2 separate regions of the Zea mays genome follow, and region 2 is linked to region 1. A link is a contact called in public Hi-C data. All regions are on one chromosome and are shown on one strand. Each heading gives the region's core, a stretch centred on a gene start, on an enhancer-like site or on the middle of the called end of the contact. The rest is flanking DNA. Distances are from core to core; before and after follow the strand shown. Region 1 holds the start of LOC100381809 (Pyridoxine/pyridoxamine 5'-phosphate oxidase 1 chloroplastic). Region 2 holds the start of LOC100284706 (AT hook-containing MAR binding 1-like protein).

Region 1 (3,699 bases), core at 373-2,872:
AGGTATGAATGGGATCGACAGTGATTCAAGCTAAAAAACACGAAGGGTTCATGTTATATTGGAAAAAGAGAACCATACAGCATACCAAGAAGTGAGGGAGGCATGATGGTTTACCTGAGTAACGAGACCAGAATATAGAGGTTTGGGTGTGCGTTTTGGGTAGCAAATAGATGGCCTATATCCAAAGTGATAAAGATGACGAGCAGCTACCAGACCATCACCACCATTATTTCCTGGGCCACAGATAACAAGTACCCTTGCATGTTCATTCAACTTGTAAACCTGTGTTGATTATGAACATTTGCAGAAAACAGCAAGTGAGCAGGCACAAAACTTATATTTTTAAAGAAAGATAGATTTAAGAAGGGAAACTAAAACTAATATATGTAAGCACAGAATATGAGGTCCTACAGAACATATACAGCACATTGTATGGTTTTCCCTCCATTCATACTACTTAGTGGAAGTTCTTAAATCGCATCTAAGCAGACACAGTAAGTAGTTCTTTTATGCACTTTTAGGTATCATCAGAAGGTATCTCGAATCACTTAACAAGAAATGCTAGTTCCAATTTCACTCAACAAGAGCAAAACAAATCTATATCTAAACTCAAATCCTGATAATTTTGTGTAAAATTTAATTGTGAAATTTTATGACTTGCAGAGTAGCACACATCAACTATGCAACATCACTAATACATTCGCAAAAAAAACAGCTACTATATTCAATTTCAATCATAGAATAGATTTAGGATCCTTGATACGAGCCTGCCCCTAAAATAACTACCTTCTACTTGATCAAGTCAGGCAGGAGAGTACCAAACAAGTGACAGCATGTATACGATACAATTTGCAAAACCTACAGAAGCCTGATTTCCAAACTAAACCTCATAATCGAGGAACCAGGATCACTAACATTAAAAATGGTAAATGGACATGGATATTTTTGGTCCGTTTGCCAAATCTCCTGATTTGCTGAGGTTGAGGCACATTAAACAGAAGAAACTAATAAAACATTGCAAATTCAGTTGGAGAGCAGCACGCAGTGCCCGATGGCCTTACCTCCGCAAGGGCTGCCGCAACGCTCAATCCAGCAAGTTCCTAAAAGCACAACAATTTGATGATCAGCCACCAGCAAAAAAAACCCGGAAAACAGCAACTGGGAGGTGGGAATCCCCTGACCATGAGCTGGTCGACGCTGAACCCGAGCGGGCCCATGAGCTGCTCGTCGATCTCCGCCGCGTCGCGCTGCGTGAGGTGCGTCACCTCCGCCGCGGCGGCCGCTGACGCCGCCAGCGACGCCATGCCTAGCCTCTGCGGGAGGGGAGCAAAGGAAGCGCCCGGAGCAACCGCGGGGAAGCTGGGGAGGCGGCGTGCCGGAAGTTGCAGGCGGTGGACGCGGCTATTGTTCTGGCTGCGAGGGAACGGGGAGAGAGGATGAGGGTTGGTGGTGGTGCTGGCGCTGGCGGCGGAGAGGAGGAATGGCATAGCAAGGGAGAGGACGGTGGTGGCCGATTTGTTGCGGGTTCTGGACGCGACGGCGGCCAGCATCCTCTGGTCCGGGACCGCTGCGGCGCTGCCTCGGCGGACTGGCTCAACTGGTTCACATGCCAGATGCCACTAGGCACAGGCACAGGCACAGGCACAGGCACAGTGCAACAGCTAGGATGGCAATGGATCACGCTCTTAGACCAACTCCAGCAGACTCCCTCTCCGTATCCCTAAAACGCGCGGCCAACAGATTCTCTCTCCTCTCCGTATCCGTCTCCGTTTCCAGCAACACTCCCCATCCCACTCCGCATGCAGTCTATGACACCTGGGGCCCGCCAGCAGGCGCGCGCGCACGCAGAGAGCTGCGGAGAGGAGAGAGAAAGCGTGGAAATGGGGAGTGCAGGGACACGGCGTCTATTTTGCGGAGAGGGATGCGGAGCCTGCTGGAGAGCGCAATAGTGCCTCAAACCGTGCAAAATGCGGATGCGGAGTGGGATGGGGAGCGTTGCTGGAGTTGGTCTTAGTCATGAGTAGGGATGAAAACGGTCGGAAACGGTCGGTAAACACTAAAACCATTATCATTTTCATATTTTTTATCGGAAATGAAATCGAAAACGGTAACTCCGAAAACGGAAACGATATCGGTATTTCGGAAACTTCGGAAACGAAAGTTCGGTACGGAAAATACACCGGTAACGATCGAAATCTAAAATACGATCGGTAAACATATAACATAACAAGCTCACAATACAACAAAGACCAAAAGTTCACAATTTACAAAGATCAAAAGTTCAACCTTTTTGTGCTCTAATTATGTTAAAAAATGTCAACTCAAACAGCTCGACTTTAAAAACAAATACAATATATATAGAGACATATAATATATATATATATATAAACGCACGCACGTTGCTCCGGCCATCTAAACGCACCGCGCACGCAACGTCCACCTTGCAGCCCATTAGCGAACCTTGCAGCCCATTAGCGCAATGTAGCAGAGCGGCACTAGGGAGCGTTGCGTCAGCTTAGTCCCACCTCGCTTAGTAAACTGCACGGTGCACAAATTCTTCTATATAAATAGATACCCTACCGCAGGTAATAACCAAAGTTCAGACCGGCACGAGACCGACGGCTTGGGCCAGAGTGAAAATGTGGGCTTTGCCCGCTTATCTTGTTTTTAATTTTAAATTTCGGAAAATTCCGAATTATATATTTGGTAAATTCCGGTTAAATTCGGTAACCGGAGGAAACAGTCGGTAAAATGCCAAACCGGTTTCGATACCGATTCCGATATAAAATTCCGACAACCGATACCGTTTTCGAAAATACCGTTACCTCTGAATTCGGTCGGCTAAAAATCGAAAACGGTTTTCGGAAAACCGAAAAATTTCGAAACCGTTTTCATCCCTAGTCACGAGTCACGATTACACCGTAGGTAAGATTTTGTACACCCGTCGGTATCTGGCGGGTATCAGATACCACGGATATAATGACGCTTCAAAGGACACGTAGTTGAGGTTGATGACGTAGAACAAAAGAAAAAACCAAGACATAATAAACTTGATCACCGTTACATAAGCAAGCAATATTATAAATACACTAGTTGAGTGTCCATACGTTACGACGATGTACAAATTATTCGATAAATATTAGTTTACAACAATTACATGAAAACGAACAACATATATATCAACCTCAATATCTCACATATGAGGAGTGGACATGTGAGTCAGTAATAGCAAGTGATTGTTCCCCAGAAGCCGTGAAAGGTGAGATTAGGAAGAAGGGATATTGGGGAAGTAATCTTCTATTTCTTAATTGCCAAATGTTCGAATACAAGAGATAAATAGGCATTATGCCTTCTAACAAACATAGATGGAAAATCTCCTCAAATTGAGACAGTGGTTTCTGGCTGCGGTGACTCGGTCTCCATCGATGATTTGTTGCAACTCAATGTTCAGCACCTTGAGACAGTGGTTTCTAGCTGCGGTGACTCAGTCTCCATCGATGATTTGTTGCAACTCAATGTTCAGCACCAGATTAAATTGACTTTCGCTAACATCGTTCCTATAAATTAGACACAAATCAACTTGGTGCTATAACAAAACAGAGAAAATAGAAGATAGGCAACCAATTTTCTCAACCAAACAGTTACTTCAACACAAAAAGTTAACTAACGATGATTTGCATCTAAGCAATAACAAACCTG
Region 2 (3,699 bases), core at 377-2,876, 210 kb after region 1:
CATTTCACTCTGAACATCAAGTTGTGTCAATTGCATATAACTTTTATTTGAGAAAGCCCATATATAAGGCACTTGAGCAGGACCAAGAACCATTACTTCATATTTCATTTTTCTTAAAAAAAATATATACAAGGATATCCTCCAGATAAGAGGAAACCAGGCACAAAAGACTACGTGGATTAACATAACATTAACCAAACTTCTTCTTAGCAAGGCATGATCCGACATTACACCAACAAATCGAAAAAAAAGGGGCTACATTATAGTGTCCCATCAGAAAATCAAATCTACCAGTTCATGAGGTGGTAACCTAACTTTCAAGGTGAAAGCATAGAGAACATGAAAATAAAATGGTGCCAAATACCTTAAGCATTTCGTTCTGATTAAACAGAAGCCAAATAAATAGTCCTCAGCAGCAACCCCTCCCCATTGAAGAAAATTGTTGCCCAACCTCGTAGAATCTTCACACAAAAAATCCATATACAAGACACTTGAGCAGTACAAAGCTTCATTACTTCACATTTCCTTTTCAGCAAAACCAACAGTAGTCAAAAGAGGTATCAAACTCAAGATAACAATACCGTCAACGAAACCAGGCACAGAATAAAAATAGTATTTAACATAGATTAAGGCAGCATTAAACAAACTCTTTCATAAGTTCATAGCAAGGTATGAACATGGACCCACTGTGCACGTCCAATTCCACACAAAAAGGAGCCACATTCTCCATAACCATCCCCATGACGTTTGATCACAAAATTCAACGACTTTGAAGCACCAAAAGCTCTACATTTGCATCTGATACTAAACTAAGCATACACAAAAGCACACCTGTTTGATAGCGCAGTTCTCAGTTTCCCAACCAACCATCGACCCAGTTGAGCTGTTACTATGTAGGCAGAATTAACAAGAGCAAGATTGCGATCAAAAGGCACAACCTTCCCTTCATCAACCCTTGATCGGTCAGGGCAAATCGTGGAGCACTCCCATCTCGTCGACGCGGAAGCCCAACTCGCTGAGGTCCACCGTCTCGTTGATGGCGATGCCGCTGTCCCATTGCTCCCCGAGCACACCCGCCTCGGCCTCGACTTCGAGATCGATGGCGGCTGCAACCTCTTCCTCCTCCGCCTCAGCCCGTGCCCTACCCTTGAAACATACGCCCATCTTCCTCCTGGAAGTAGGGCCTGCGATGGATGGCGTGTCGGCGGATGTGGCGACGGGGTTTGGGGCGGGGGAGGGTGACGGCGGAGGATTGAAGGGGTGGAATGTAGTGAAGGGCACCCAACTCTCGGCGGTTACGGGCGGGCCTAGTGGAAAGAATGCCCAGGTGCAGAAGTACATGTCAGAGCCAGGGACGATAGGCGGCGGCGCAGGGAGCTCAGCGGCGACGAAGGCGCGGCGGCAGGCCGATGTCGGGCAGCGGAGGCGGCGCCCAAGGTAGAGACGCGGGAATGAGTGCACGTAGCAGCAGTGCGGGCACGCGGTCCAGAACGCTACCTCGCCGGTGATGTCGGCAACGCCGGCGGACGCGGAGGCGCCGGGGTGGGCCATCTCCATTCTCCACAGGGTGCGTGCGGGTTTGCTGCCGTTTCGGGGGGTGTTGCCAAAACCCCCAAAATCGAGAGACGAAACGAAAGGAAGCGCCCGCCGGAAGGATGCTACTGTACCAATTTTAGTGCGGCGGCAGTATGGATGGGGTCATGGGGATATGGCCTGAGGCCTATGGAACGGCCCATGGTCCGCAGGTTTGGCCTGGCCAGAGACAGTCACAGAGCACAGCGATCGCCAGTTCGCCACCATGCGCATGCTAGCCCTGTGTCTGGCCTAGATGGCTTAACTCTCAATCTCCTCTAATTGTTAAGAGAATTTGAGTTTTCAAATTGGTTTTTATTTAAGATGTTGCATTCTTATTTCAGTTGTTTTAACCAGGCTTAGTAGATGAAATATCTAAAATATATATATGAAACGATTTAAAATCAATTGAAAACTAATTAAAGGATTGAATAAGATAAAATAGCTAAAAATAAGATGGAATGACTTAGTATATACTGACTTAAAATAATATATAATGACTTAAATAATATGAAATGACTTAAAATAGATCAATATCAGATGAAATTACTTAAAACTGCCTCAATTTAGAGGGTGTTTGACATGGCTCTAGAGTAAAACTTTAAGGAAGAGTTGGGCAGAGCTGGCCAAACACATCAACTACAGAGTTACAAACTCTAAGAAGTTTTGGGAGTTGTAGTACAATTTTTTGAGTACCACTTTTGCTGCTCTAAAATCCTTAAAAACTATCAAGACATGGAGTTTGAAGGTATTTACCTGCCACTGCCACTGTTATGAGAAAATAATCTAGACTCCTGAGCAGAGCTGCTCCACCCAGAGTTTCAGAGTAGAGCTGCTCTGAAGTGGAGCAGAGCTATGTCAAACACGCCTATAAGGAAAATGGACCCCGGTCCATTTAACTAATTGATTTTGGTGTTTGATGAACAACATAACCAGTGAACTAATGTTATCGAAGTGTTTGTGTTTTGTAGCTCACAGGATGCGAAGTGAATTGGACTTAGGCTCTAAGAATGCAACACCTCAGAAGAAGACTTGAAAACACTCTAAGAAGAACTACAAATATTCAGTGTAAGTCCAAGACATAAGACCATACAAGCCCAAGATAAGAAGATAGAAGATTCAAGAAGTGGGTTGTCAACTGGCGCACCAGTGCACGCACTGGATCGTGTGCGCAGAGAGCTCTGGAAAAGGCTCTCGAGTAGTTGAACCACACAAATGGGTTGGAGAGGGCGGTTGCAGGATGGGAGCCTAACGAAACATGCACGGTAGGCCCCCTTACTTTACCATGCGGGATAGCCATGCCCATCGGCGCTGATATATGTATTTTTTATTTCATGTCTATGGGCTCGTTTATGGTTTAACTTCTTTTTATTTCACCGTGATTAATCTTAGCATGTTTCCTATAAAACATATAAAAGAAAAATAGGGTTTAATGTTGAGCTTAAAAAAATGGAGGTCCTTGTTAAAATAATCCTTAACTCAACTACTTAGAGTGATGGCCCTAAACCATAAACGATGTATGCAACACCCCTGGTAACTTGAGCATGGCATCATATGCATTGACATGTCATTATGTTTGTTACACCTAGAATGCATCCACTAGGCTAAAACTTCAAAACAAATGTGATGTGATGTCTTGAAGTGCTACTTAACCCTAGAGTAGGGTACTTAACCCTGGGTTTGGGGTATAAGGGTGAATGTGAGGCCAAAATGAGTATTACCTCAAAGGTTATTGGAAATGTTCGCAAGAGATTAAGTTTGATGGATTTGAGTGGCACAAAAACCCTAAAGCACCCAAAACCCTAAATGGAACCCTAGAAACCCTAATTTGTGCCTATATGGTGATTTTAAATTCTAGGCACTTTTGGACCAAAGTGTATATATCAAAGTGGTAGAACATCAAAAACCAAACAACTTTTACATTGGAGGATTCTCAAGTAGTGTGGAACAATTTGGACTTAATTGCAAAAAGCCCTAAGAACACCCATATGGTTATCTTTGAAAAATCAGTGTAATTAGGCCAAGTTTGGAGCCTTGTATTTCTTAATCCATAAAGGTTGTGCCCTAGGTTAATACATCAAACTTGTAGAGCTATGTTAGGGGTACAAGTTTGATTAAGAGACTAAG

What was found. A called contact is a pair of places that touch in the nucleus more often than the background predicts.
Region 2: a contact with region 1 is called in a Hi-C map of ear, with 2.7 times the contacts expected there. The contact joins the promoter of LOC100284706 here to the promoter of LOC100381809 in region 1. A contact is called at or near these places in 3 of 25 Hi-C or Micro-C datasets (ear, endosperm and tassel).

What each region holds. Positions count from the first base shown.
Region 1 is chr1:143,588,659-143,592,357 of Zm-B73-REFERENCE-NAM-5.0, forward strand. It overlaps LOC100381809 (Pyridoxine/pyridoxamine 5'-phosphate oxidase 1 chloroplastic), which reads right to left and starts at 1,623. Exons shown (of 13, transcript NM_001327881.1): 1 at 1,182-1,623; 2 at 1,062-1,100; 3 at 115-282; 4 at 1-30. The coding sequence starts at 1,550.
Region 2 is chr1:143,801,727-143,805,425 of Zm-B73-REFERENCE-NAM-5.0, forward strand. It overlaps LOC100284706 (AT hook-containing MAR binding 1-like protein), which reads right to left and starts at 1,627. Exons shown (of 1, transcript NM_001157601.2): 1 at 627-1,627. The coding sequence starts at 1,557. The coding sequence ends at 964.